Linked DNA regions of Mus musculus: all the other regions are linked to region 3. Evidence: chromatin contacts called from public Hi-C and HiChIP or PLAC-seq data. All regions are on one chromosome and are shown on one strand. Each heading gives the region's core, a stretch centred on a gene start, on an enhancer-like site or on the middle of the called end of the contact. The rest is flanking DNA. Distances are from core to core; before and after follow the strand shown.

Evidence for each region. A called contact is a pair of places that touch in the nucleus more often than the background predicts. HiChIP or PLAC-seq counts read pairs in DNA pulled down with a chosen protein or histone mark.
Region 1: a Hi-C map of cortical neurons shows a contact between it and region 3, with 4 times the contacts expected there. The contact joins the enhancer-like site here to the promoter of 4933402D24Rik in region 3. A contact is called at or near these places in 15 of 39 promoter capture datasets (the C10 cell line, the HPC-7 cell line, cranial neural crest and 10 more), 24 of 484 Hi-C or Micro-C datasets (DN2 thymocytes, the G1E-ER4 cell line, LSK cells and 12 more), 3 of 115 datasets of contacts at active chromatin or transcription factors (the NIH/3T3 cell line, embryonic basal ganglia and stem cell-derived neural progenitor cells) and 2 of 9 other capture datasets (adipose tissue and macrophages).
Region 2: a contact with region 3 is called in an H3K4me3 HiChIP or PLAC-seq map of embryonic basal ganglia, with 6 times the contacts expected there. The contact joins the enhancer-like site here to the promoter of 4933402D24Rik in region 3. A contact is called at or near these places in 12 of 39 promoter capture datasets (the C10 cell line, the HPC-7 cell line, cranial neural crest and 7 more), 1 of 15 datasets of contacts at CTCF or cohesin (large pre-B cells), 2 of 484 Hi-C or Micro-C datasets (bone marrow-derived macrophages and cerebral cortex), 3 of 115 datasets of contacts at active chromatin or transcription factors (embryonic basal ganglia, embryonic stem cells and large pre-B cells) and 2 of 9 other capture datasets (embryonic stem cells and macrophages).

The regions. Positions count from the first base shown.
Region 1 is chr1:64,461,845-64,465,409 of GRCm38.p6, reverse strand. No RefSeq gene overlaps it. Among named protein-coding and RNA genes, the nearest start is that of Gm36148, 53 kb to the left of the region's middle. Within about 2 kb of position 1,284, at least 6 of the 459 cell types and tissues checked have an H3K27ac peak or open chromatin away from gene starts, as enhancers often do. A contact at or near this core is called in cortical neurons, where this site is marked.
Region 2 is chr1:64,407,994-64,411,985 of GRCm38.p6, reverse strand. No RefSeq gene overlaps it. Among named protein-coding and RNA genes, the nearest start is that of Gm36148, 110 kb to the left of the region's middle. Within about 2 kb of position 2,610, at least 23 of the 459 cell types and tissues checked have an H3K27ac peak or open chromatin away from gene starts, as enhancers often do. A contact at or near this core is called in embryonic basal ganglia, where this site is marked.
Region 3 is chr1:63,766,951-63,770,717 of GRCm38.p6, reverse strand. It overlaps 4933402D24Rik (RIKEN cDNA 4933402D24 gene), which reads left to right and starts at 1,451. Exons shown (of 3, transcript NM_001256158.1): 1 at 1,451-1,537; 2 at 2,176-2,333. The coding sequence starts at 1,513.

The DNA of each region.
Region 1 (3,565 bases), core at 35-2,534, 690 kb before region 3:
CTCCAGTGGCACCTGACATCTCTTTTCTACTTAGAGACAAATGTTCTCCTAGCTGATAACTGCATCTCAGCATGACAGGAAGACAGAACGACCTAGGCAGCTTCATTTAGAGAAACGTAATGGATTCCAGGCTCTTTCCTTATCATGTCAGTAGCTCTTGGAGCATGGAGAGTGAAGAGCAGGCTTGAGCAGGATGAAGCATGTGAAAAGCGTCCCAGCCATTTATTAATAATACTATCAGATTTCTTTGTAGGGGGTCAGCACTGTTTTTAAAAAGTCAGTTTAGTGCCCAGACACTTTGGAAGAACTTAGGCACTGAAGATACGGAGGAATGACATTTTTCCCCCTGAGGTTGCTCAATCTGTACAACGGAAGATGTTAAATTGGGAAAGAGTACAAAAGGAGCGTGATGCTCAAGACAAAGGGGGTAGGAGTTCTCCCTGCAAACTAGCCAATGTTTAAAACAAGGTAATAGAGAAGGTGCCAAAACCCAGTCTTGGAGGACTTTATATGCCACGATAAGGTGGCTCACCCAGCTGGAACGTGGGCAATGCGGAATGTTTGAAAGGACAGGTGCACTGGGGACAGGAAGGACTTGGGTTGTCTTCTATCACACTTCCCTTCATTACTGCCCTGTAGATTCATTGCTAATTAATCCAAGATGGTAGCTGGGGAAGAGAAGGAGAGAAATCAGGGGGGAAAGATACATAATCATGACAGCAGAGCAGGAGGGGTAGCTTGGGTCGGTACATAGGTGGGGGCAACTGGCTGGCACAGTCATTTGTATTTAAGAGATGCATACAATTTACGTATCTGTGAGCCAGAGACTCCCTAGAACATAAATTTCCCATGCTCGGCAGCAATTCATCGGTCCTAAACTTCATCTCTTAGTTATTTATGAGTTCGCAGATCTTGAGTAAATGCCAAGCAAGTTTTGTTTTTCTTTCTTCTTTTTTTTTTTTTTTTGGTAAGTTTGGCTTTTCATTTAATAAGTTTATTTTAGAATATTTTCCCCCAGTGACTGAGTTAAATATGAAACCCTCACAATCAAAGGTGATGGGTGTTGACGGTTGGTGGTAAACAAAACACTTGTTCCACTAAGTCACCAACTAATGCAGACTTAATTACAGGATAGTTAAGCAAGGAGAGAATTGCTTCTTCCTTGGATGTCTGAATGTGAGCGTAGCTGTAGCTGTAGCAGATGGCAGTTTGACACATCAACATTTCAAGGGAGTTCACTCAAGTTAAACTATCCGAGAAGTGCTAAAAATATTAAGCCCGACTTACATACTTCTGCTTCTGCTCTGACTGAAAGATTAACGCTGTAGCTGTGCTAACCAGGACACTCCCAGCATCTGAAAGAACAAGTTGATCCCTTTAGCATTTTCAGAACGGCTATTCCAATTATATGCCTTAGAAGTTGCATAAAGACTTCTCTATGCCACAGCTATGATTTAAGAGTGAAGAAGATTTTTGACTTAGCCAGGTGTGGTGCCACATGTCCATAATGTTAGTACTTGGGAGGTTGTGGGTGTGGGTGTGGGTATGGAGTGTGTGTGGGGTGGTGAGTTTGAGACTGGCTCAGGCTCTGTAGAGTGTCTTAAAATTTCTTTTCTTTTCCAACTCTAAGAACACACTACATAATGTTTCAAACCCAACACTGTCTGGAAGATTCTAGATGTCATAGTAGAGTTTAATTTTGGAGTAAGAAATGCTAACTAAAATTAACTAGAAAAAGTCTACTGGAAGATTATTCAAAAGCTACCTATTAGATGATCTTCGAGAAGAAAATAACGACAAGAGGAGAAAACATGATCAATGATTTCATTTAAAAAAGATGGGAACTTGCAGGGAAAAAAATGTAGCAAATCTGTCTAATTTCCAAGTAATTTCTCAAAATAATCCAACCTGTAAATATTATGCAATGTTCTGTTGGTGATACTTATTTCCTTCAGTGTTTTCTTCCTCCTCCCAGTTTCATATTTCTCCCCACAGTCATTCACCAAGACTTCAAAGAGGTGCTTTTCAAAGTCAGTATGGGAGAGAAACAAGCCTGGGTTCAGCTCATGGCAGAGGGATGCAGCTTCTTGGGCTTCAGTGGGGAAGGTGGGTGATTTACTTACGTGATGTGAGTCTGGAGTGGGCTGCCCAGAGTAGCTACTCAGCCTGGGGAAGCCAGTGAAGACTGGCTGCCTTCCTACTTCTCCATGGCTTGTGTGGCTGCCTAACCAGGCTTTGTCCTGTGCCCCAAAGAAATGGATGGAGCAGAGGCCTTCGAGGTGCATCATTAGGCTATTTATTTGAGATCACTCTAATTTTTTTCCTTTTAAACACAAGCATTCTTAGTCATTAACTTTATTCTTAGAATTACTTTAGCCAAATCTCAGAGGTCCTGGTATGTTGTACTTCTCATTTTCATGTGTTTCTAGGATTTTCTTTAAAGCTTTCTTCCAGATTTCTTAATTGAACCATTGTCATTCAACAAAGTATTATTCCATCTCCAAATATTCAGGTAATTTCTATAGTTTCTCAATTGATTTCTAGTATTAGACCACTGTGATCTGATAAGATAGAAAAAATAACTTTGATTCTTTTGTGCTTGTTAATACTTGCTTTGTGATATAGAATGCAGTCTGTTTTACAGAATATTCTATAGGATGCTTAGAGAGTATGTATTTTATATCTGTTTGATGGATGGACTGTATGTATGTGTGTGTGTATGTGTATATGTGTTTGATGGATGGACTCTCTCTCTATATATATAATATGCATATATATATATATATACTGTGTGTATATAAATGTATACATACACACATATACATATATGCATACACATATACACACATATATGTTTTCAGATATATCTGTTAAGTATGTTTGGTCTATGATATAGTATATAGCTATGAAGCTTCTTTTATGACTTTTATTTGGAGTATTAAAGTCATCTATTATTTTAGCATGACCTGTCAGACCTTTTATATCTATTGGTCTTTGCTTTATTAAATTGGGTGTTCCAGCATTTGGTGCACATCCAGTTGTTTAGTCTTTTAGGTGGGTTGATCTCTTTATTAGTATGCAGTGGCATTCATTATATCTTTTGACTGATTTTGGTTTGAGAACAACTTTATTAGATGTTAAAATACCTATGCCAGGTTCTTTTTAACTTCCATTCACTTGCTGGATTGTTTTCATCCTTTGATTCTCAAGCTGTGTATGTCTTTACTAATAAAATGTGACTCTCAGAGACAACAGATAGAGATAGTTTTTAAATGCAGTTAGCGTCTCGGGTGACTTGAGGCTATTTGTGTTTGTCTTAGTTAAAAGTTTCCATTGCTGTGAAGAGACACCATGACCAAGGCATCTCCTATTTATTTATTTATTTATTTATTTTCGCGACAGGGTTTCTCTGTATAGCCATGGCTGTCCTGGAACTCACTCTGTAGACCAGGCTGGCCGCAAACTCAGAAATTTGCCTGCCTCTGCCTCCCAAGTGCTGAGATTAAAGGCATGCACCACCACTGCCCAACAAAGATTTATTTATTATGTATATAGCCGTCTGCCT
Region 2 (3,992 bases), core at 1,361-3,860, 640 kb before region 3:
CTCACATACACTAGGCAGCACAAGTTCCCACCCAGACTCAATTGACTCTCAAAAGATGATTGTCCTTGCAGTGGGTATATTTTGCTCGTTGGAATACTTCACCTTGTATGTTGAAGGCTGGGGCTTCCAAAACTAATTACAAAAACATTGCTGTTGATATGCTTCTATCAAACAAAATGCCATATTCAGATGCCTTTAGGACATCCATTAAAACAGCCAAAAAGGAGGCTGTGGTATTTATCAAGTCAGGAAAATCGTGCCTAATAACGGTGAGTTTTTTTATGCCATTAACAAATGAGCAGACCTGTCAGGAGAATGTTCAACATAAGGTAACATCAAACTTGCTGAAATAACTTACTCACTGCGGGACTCCCATCTGTGAAGTCACTGGGGAGGTGGCTGCCTCTGTGTGATTCCCCAGATTTGTCAGTTAAATTAGATGCCCAAAGGCAAAACCGACTGACAGGGGCATTATGGGACAGTCCTGGAGGATTCAGAATCCATACTCCTCCAAGGAGGTCCCATGCACAGTTTCATTCATGCTGACGCTAAGGGTCCTATCACATTTGAAAGAAAGTGATAAGTCAGCACCCCCACCCCCACCCCACGACTCGCAGTAGCACCGTGCCTGGAGAGTTCTTGACTGAACCAAGGAAGGCCTGCATCTGTCTGAGATGCTGGTGAGACTGAGCTTGTTTCCTCATGACAGACCGGTCTGAAAATAAGAGTAAAGAGCAAAGCTACAGCAAATCTTTGTCTTGTTCTTCTTGGTGTCTGTAAGAAGCACTTGCTGAATTTATCCTGATTGATTTATCACTATTTCTGTCTCATTGTTCTCCTGTCCCTCAGCCCCACCATTCTACACTAGAGAACCTTCAAAAGACCCTCCCAGTGGCATGAGGATGTCTTGCATAAGATCATGTGGAAGACAAACTGAATCATCACTGAGTGTTTCCCCTAAACATTTTTTTTTCTCCTATGAATACCAGTTTGAAGTCCTTGGGCCAAGTTGGTAGGTCTCCCTTTTTTCTTCTTTTATAATAAGTGCCATCTGATGAAGGTCTTTAAAGCTTGATGAACTAAGACTTTTGGTAAGTCCATGTCATTGGCCCCCAGACCTAACGATAGAGGTTTCCGGATCGCAGTAATGATGGGAAGTTGAGTGACCTTGAGGGCTAAGACCAAGCTCCAGTGAAGATTAAAGGTTGACTGAACTATGTTTTTCTTTAGGCTCCTCTGGGATAAGGGGTGGGGGAGGGGGAGGGTAAAATGGAAGCATCATATTTTGGAGGCGACAAGAAATCCTCATAATGGAATTGGGAAATGGGATAAGGAAGAAGAGGAGGCTAACAAAGATTACATTACCCAGATGTTCTTATTCATTCTTCCTAGACTCTCTGGGAGAGAGGGTAAGACACAAGTCAGGGGCTGGAGAGGTGGCTCAGTGTTTAAGAGCACTTACTGTACCTCTAGAGGCCCTGTGTTCAATTTTTAGCACCCATATGGTAGCTCACATTATCTGTAACTCCAGTTCTAGGGGATCATGTATGGCACCAGGCATATACATGGTACACATAAATGTGCATGCAGGCAAAATACCCATGCCCATAAAATAAAATAAATAAGTCTTTAAAAGTCCAAAACAAAACCCATACATAGCTCAGGCTTATTCCAACTCAGAGGTGAGAAAGAAGAAATGTTTGTTTGTTTTTTTCTTTTGTGAGACAGAGTCTTTGTACATTTCTGAGGCTAACCTAAGACTCAAGTAGTACAGGCTCACCTTGAAGATCCTCTTGCTTCAGTGTCCTGAGTGCTGCAATTATAGGTATGTATCACCACACCTGGCTGGAGCTGGGCTATTTGGTTGCACAATCCCTCTGCCTGCTGCAGAACATCCATCCATCCATCCGAAGTGGGCTCTCGTAGTCAGAGAAGCAGCAGAGCCAAGAACCATAGGTATTCACAGTTAGCATGCTTTCTTGCTTAAGGAGGAGTGGGAGGGGAGGGGACACTGCCCTAACCTGTTACAGTGGGAGAGTGGGAGGTGGAGTAGCCAGCCGGTCAGATGTGCAAAGAAGCCATCTTTCAGGGTTTCCCTCTTAGTGTGTTAATAAAGAGTATCTCCAGGCAAGAGAAAACAGTGGGAAGCCAGCAAGTGGGAACTTTAGAACAGCCAGTTTTTCTATAAATTCTGCAAGTTAACTGGTAGCTACCCTTGGTGTGGTTTGAGAATTTTTTTTTTTTTAATTTTTATCTTTTGCAAGAGCAGAGGTACCTGATCGACAGATAGCCTCAAAGAAATCTGATTGCACAATACACTTTGAAATTATCTGTTGTGGACTCTTTCTTTTCTCTTTCTCTCTTTTTTTTTTTTTTTTCTTCACAAACCCAAGAATCCTTTAGCTAATTCTTTTCCCAGTGAAGGAGCCAATCAATGTTCTTTCAGGGGAGAAAATTACTAGAGAGCCTAGTATGTGTTTTGATGCCCTAATGAGGCACTATGAATTATCCAACCCAAACCAATTAAGTCTCAGCCCAGCTAGAAGGCTACAGAGGAGATGAGGAGACAGCATGCATTTAGGGCAGAATTAACGGCTTCCATAGCCTGGAAACAGGCTTGGGGGGAAGCCAGACCTTGGAGGAGCTCTGCTGTCCTGAGAGTTGGCAGCCAAAATGTGTTCTAGCCCAACATGAATGCTGACACATTTGCTTCTTTGGCCTTAAATTTTTTAAAATGTCTGTAAAACATAAAATATGTTTTGAACATTACATAAGACTATTAAGAGAGAGCAGATCTTGAGAACATGGTATGTCAGAGACAATAAAATAAGTGAAATGAACTGCTACTGACTGGAGACTTGACCTTGGGCCAGTTGCTCAGTCCTTTCATGTCAATCAAATAGGAAATTATAGCTCAATAATGTGGTTTTGGATTGCAGCTCAATAAGCAAGCTCTAATCTCTTGGTTATGCCTTACTGTACCACGGGAAACCAAGCGCTTATTTTCATTTTAATGGGATCTCTTCCAGTGGGCTGTGACTTTCTGAGGCATGCAGCACAATGCTTGGCTTGGTGTAGGAACTCAGGAACATTGAATAGATTGTAGAGCGAATAGTTATTCATATACTATAAGCCCAGAGGTAGCTGAATATGTGCACTATCAGCCCAAAGAACTGCCTAAATGCAATGGATTCTATTGACTTTTTATACAGTACGTGTATGATATGAAAATATATAAAAAGGGCAGGGGAGTTGGCTCAGTCAGTAAACTGTTTGCTGTGCAAGCTGGAGGGCCTTTTTGGATGTCAGAATTCAAGGTAAGAAAGGCCAGGTACATGGGTGTACAGCTCGAATCCCAAAGTGGGAGGGAGGCACAGTCCCTGAGGCTTGCTGGCCAGCCAGACTAGAAGAATCAGCAAGCTCCATTGTCTCGAAATATAAAGCAGAGTGACTACTGATGTTGACCATGTTCATATACACAAAACTACATAAAGTGATTGGTGCAGATTATGGAGAAAGGACAGCAGATTTGAACTGGTGAGGCTTGTGTGTGATGAGAACCACAACACAGGCTCTGGAGTCAGGTAGTACAAGGCTGGAGTCTTGGCTCTGCTCTCTCGTTAGGGAGCTTTATGTACTTGGCTGTAAGTTACTTCCCTTTCCTGGTCTTCAGCTGCTTCTTTTGGATTTTGTAATTTTCAGCAAAGACCATATAACCTAGAAACCTCCAAGAAGCTTTGAGAAACTGTGTGAGTGTAGCAGCACTCAGCCAAAGCTGGCCACTGGCATCCAAAAGTCTAGAGTGACGTGCAAAAGTTCTCTATCAAGTTCTCTTTAGGTCTCTTATGCCAGCTTTTGATGAATATCCAAGCAACATTTTATTTCACATACCCCTTTCCTGCCTTTATGATCCACCCCTCTATGTCCTGGCTCCATTTGCAATATACAAGGTTTTTTTTTGTTGTTTGTTTGTTTGTTTTTGTTTTGTTTTG
Region 3 (3,767 bases), core at 202-2,701:
GCAAGCACTGGGAGCAGGCAGCAACTTTTTCATAGATTGCATAAGCACGCAGAGATAAGAAATCGGCATCGTTGCTAGAGTGCGCATTCACGGATTACTGGGCTGCTCACACGAGAATTACACACTAATTCAACTACAATAAAAAATTACACTTGAAGAGCTTATTATATACTATTCCTTCCCCTTCTGAGGAATGTTTGAGCAGCAGCCTAGCACGGCTGCCATGGCAACTATAATGCAAAATTGGCAGTAACTTTATGAATTGCAAATTCCTCTAAGGGTGTTGGGGAATTTTTTTTTCTCCCTTCCATTTTTAACCATCTCATATGCATTATCCCAGCAATATGTTAAACAAGATTTGGGGGAACTCAGCAATTACTTGGAAACAGGCTGTGTTTTAGAGCCTCAAATTCCATTTTTCTAACGAAGGCACGTGTTCACAGGGAACCCCCAGTTTACCTGCTTTTAATGTTCCCTGTTTTTAACTGAGCTCTTAACATACTGATCACCCTCACCTTTTCTGAGGAGGGTCCAGGTATTCTAACAAATGGACTTGCTATATTCCTTCCCAACGTCTGCCCTAGCAGTTCTCTGAAAATGATGAAAGGGGACAGATAGTCTCAGTTTAAAACAAAAAGAAGAAAAACAATAATCTTACAACCGGCCTCCCCCCTCCAAGTAAATTCAGCTGTGATTCTACATTAAAACGGTCACTAAAAGAATGGTCAGTCCTTCTTGTTTTCCTCCCTCAATCCTATCACGCATGAAGAACATGACAACGGGAAGCAGGCAGCACCCAACATGGTTTGCCTGACTCGGGATTTAAACACTTGCAAAGGTAACCCAAACCATGCTGTTCTGCACGGCTAGTGGTCCTCCTCACTTAAGATGACTGGGATTGAGAGGGGAGTCACCCACCCACAGTATCATGTCACCTTCTACCTCTGATTTTTCTACCTCTGATATTTGCCTCGTTCATGTCACAAGTCTGTTGCAAAAATCACATGAGACAATGTGTTTGAATACTGCCATGTCTCATGAAAATATGACAACGCAGAATTCTGATTTTCAATTTTGATACAACTCTTAATAATTAAAAAAAAAAAGCATAAATGGCCTTTATTCTCTGAGTCTAGTACCAGGAAGAAAAGTGATAGTTTGCCAAAAAATAGTTCAGGTCTTGAGAAACCCTCTGAAATGAATGTAGGAACAAAAATATGAATGGAATCCTACTCTATGACAAAAGACATAAATGGTTGCCTCTCCAATTGGAGAGAACTGTCTGTTTGCAACGAGTGACACAGAAAATGACTTTGTGCAGCACATCTCTAAGAGAAGAGTCTTTCGGTGTCGTCTGTACAGGGCACACAGCAGCATTGTGAGAAGATGAGGAATCTGCTGATGCTCTCTGTTCTGTTCTGTTTCATAGCAACCCCCTATGGTCAGTAGAACACTAACTGTCTCCTACCATTAGACAATAGTCTTCAGAAAGGATGTGCCGCAGAACAGCTGATGGACATGAATTATTTTAGACGAGGTAACCAGAGGAATCCAAGAAGCCTTAAGAGACAGGCTCTTGCGTTGCCCTGAAGAATTTCTGGCCCTAGCTTCCTTCTTTCCTGTCTTCATTTAACCAACATTTACTGAAATTAGATTGTTTTCTGCCCCCAGAAAATAAAGGAAAGGAGCCCACAAGGTCTCATTCACAAAAACCTTTCCAACTGACTGGGAGCAGACTGCACAGCCCCCTCCTCACTCCAACAGGGTTATGAGACAGAAAAGACAAAGCACAGAGGGCAAAGGGGAGAATGGAGACGCATCCTGCAAAGTGGTCAATGAGTTGTGTGGTGCAGGAGCATCCTGCGTGATAAACAGATGGTAGGGACACCGCAGAGGAGAAAGCACTTAGAAAGTCCAGAGAGATGAAACCTGAATGCTGTTGAGGGGTCCGTAGATGGGGCACAAGAGGGTAAAGATAGAAGACCAAAGAACCTTTCCAAAGTGCATCCAGGTCCAATTTGACAGTCTGTGTATAGCAGAGAGGATGTATGTATATATATTAATAAGGAGAAAGGATGCTGTTATCAGACCCGGGTTTTAGGAAGGGCCCAGCAGGGATAGCAGATTCTTTCAAACAAGTCTAGTGGTCAGTCACATCATTCATGTGTCTCCTAGGACAGCCTGCTCTCTTCAGCACGGACCTGAAACCCAATTGCCCCCGCAGACTTGAGATGTTTGCTGCAGCTACAGAAAGGAAGTTAGAATCTGCTGTCCTCCACAACTTCCCGAAGAGCAAGGAAAACATTGGAAAACTGTCAGCCCGCTCTCAGAAGGTGAGCGCACAGATTGCAAAGCGTTTCCACCTCTCCAGCTTGGCAGTGATACAAAAATGCGGTCGGTTCCCTTCCCTCCAAGTAACTCACAGCAGATGCTGATGCCCTTAGCCTCTTCCCCAGCTACAGTTCCCAACATCATTTCCTTCCAGAGGTCAGGCATATGGAGCTCATTAAATTCTACACAGCAACATTCAAACCGTGTGAAACTTTTTGTTTGCAGTGCAATTTAATGTTGAGTTTGATTTAAGAGGAACTGCATATTCTTGGTCCTGGGATGGAAGCCTATTCATCCAGAAGTTTAAAGCCTGGTTTAGGATGATGGGTTGGAGAATTGCAGCTTATGTTGAGAATTTTTAAAGGTGGAAGCACGTCCTGTCTTAGAAATTATCTACTCCAGCTTCATCTTTCATAGAGTGGAAAAAACCAAGGTCTGGACCATTCACATGGTAGAGGTAGAGCCTACAAACTGGGTGTCCTCATCCTTGGCCCAACAGCACTGCTATCCTTGACTCCCCATAGATCAACATACAGAAAGAAAAGACAAACAACCTTTCTCATCCAAGGTAAAACTCACTTCAAAATGAAAATGGCCACCCATTTATAATGTGCTAGTTCTCTCATATTCTATTATAAAAATAAGAACATTAAGACTTTTTCTTGAAAACAACTGGCTTCTGATTGCTACAAGACTATAATATATATAATATGTGGAATGTAGTAGCTAGGAATTTAAATAACTTCCTCAGAGTTATGTGGCATAGTAAAGTGGGAGTCTTGGTGTCTTCACCTGTAAATGGGTAAGATGGTTCTCAGAGTTGGATGTTTTGTTTACTTAAACTTTAAGGGAAATGCTTAAAAATCAGTGGCTGTTGTATTTTGAAGGAGTGGGAGGGCTTCAGTCTGCTTAAACAGACTCATCAAATACTCTTCCAACTGCAGCCTAAAACCTCTGAACCCATGAGCAAAAATTAAACATTTGCTACTCTTGTACTCATTATCTCAGGTACTAGGTCATGAGGGAAAAGCTATCACACACACACACACAGAGCCTATGACTGAGTTTTATCAACTTCATTTACTAATATTAGCCCTCCAGTGCATCGAATCACTTGTTTAAAATGAAACCCAATTGTGAAACCACTTTCCCACCACTGAGGATTCTTACAGACTTGGTTTCTTGAAGAGAAGTGGAGATGCTTTCTATTTATTGGACCAGGCTCAGGAACCTTGGGGAAGTCACTTGCCATGGAACCAGAGCCTGCTCCCAGGATAAGAAGGTAAGAAACGAGGGTGTGGACGACTCTAGGTCAGACCCAGGGAAGGTAGAATTCTCTGGAAGTGTTTGTGAGAGTAATATTCCATCTCCAAAACAACTGCATGTTACTAACACAAGCAGGAAGGATTACTGTAGCTCTTGAAGAAGAATTTTTA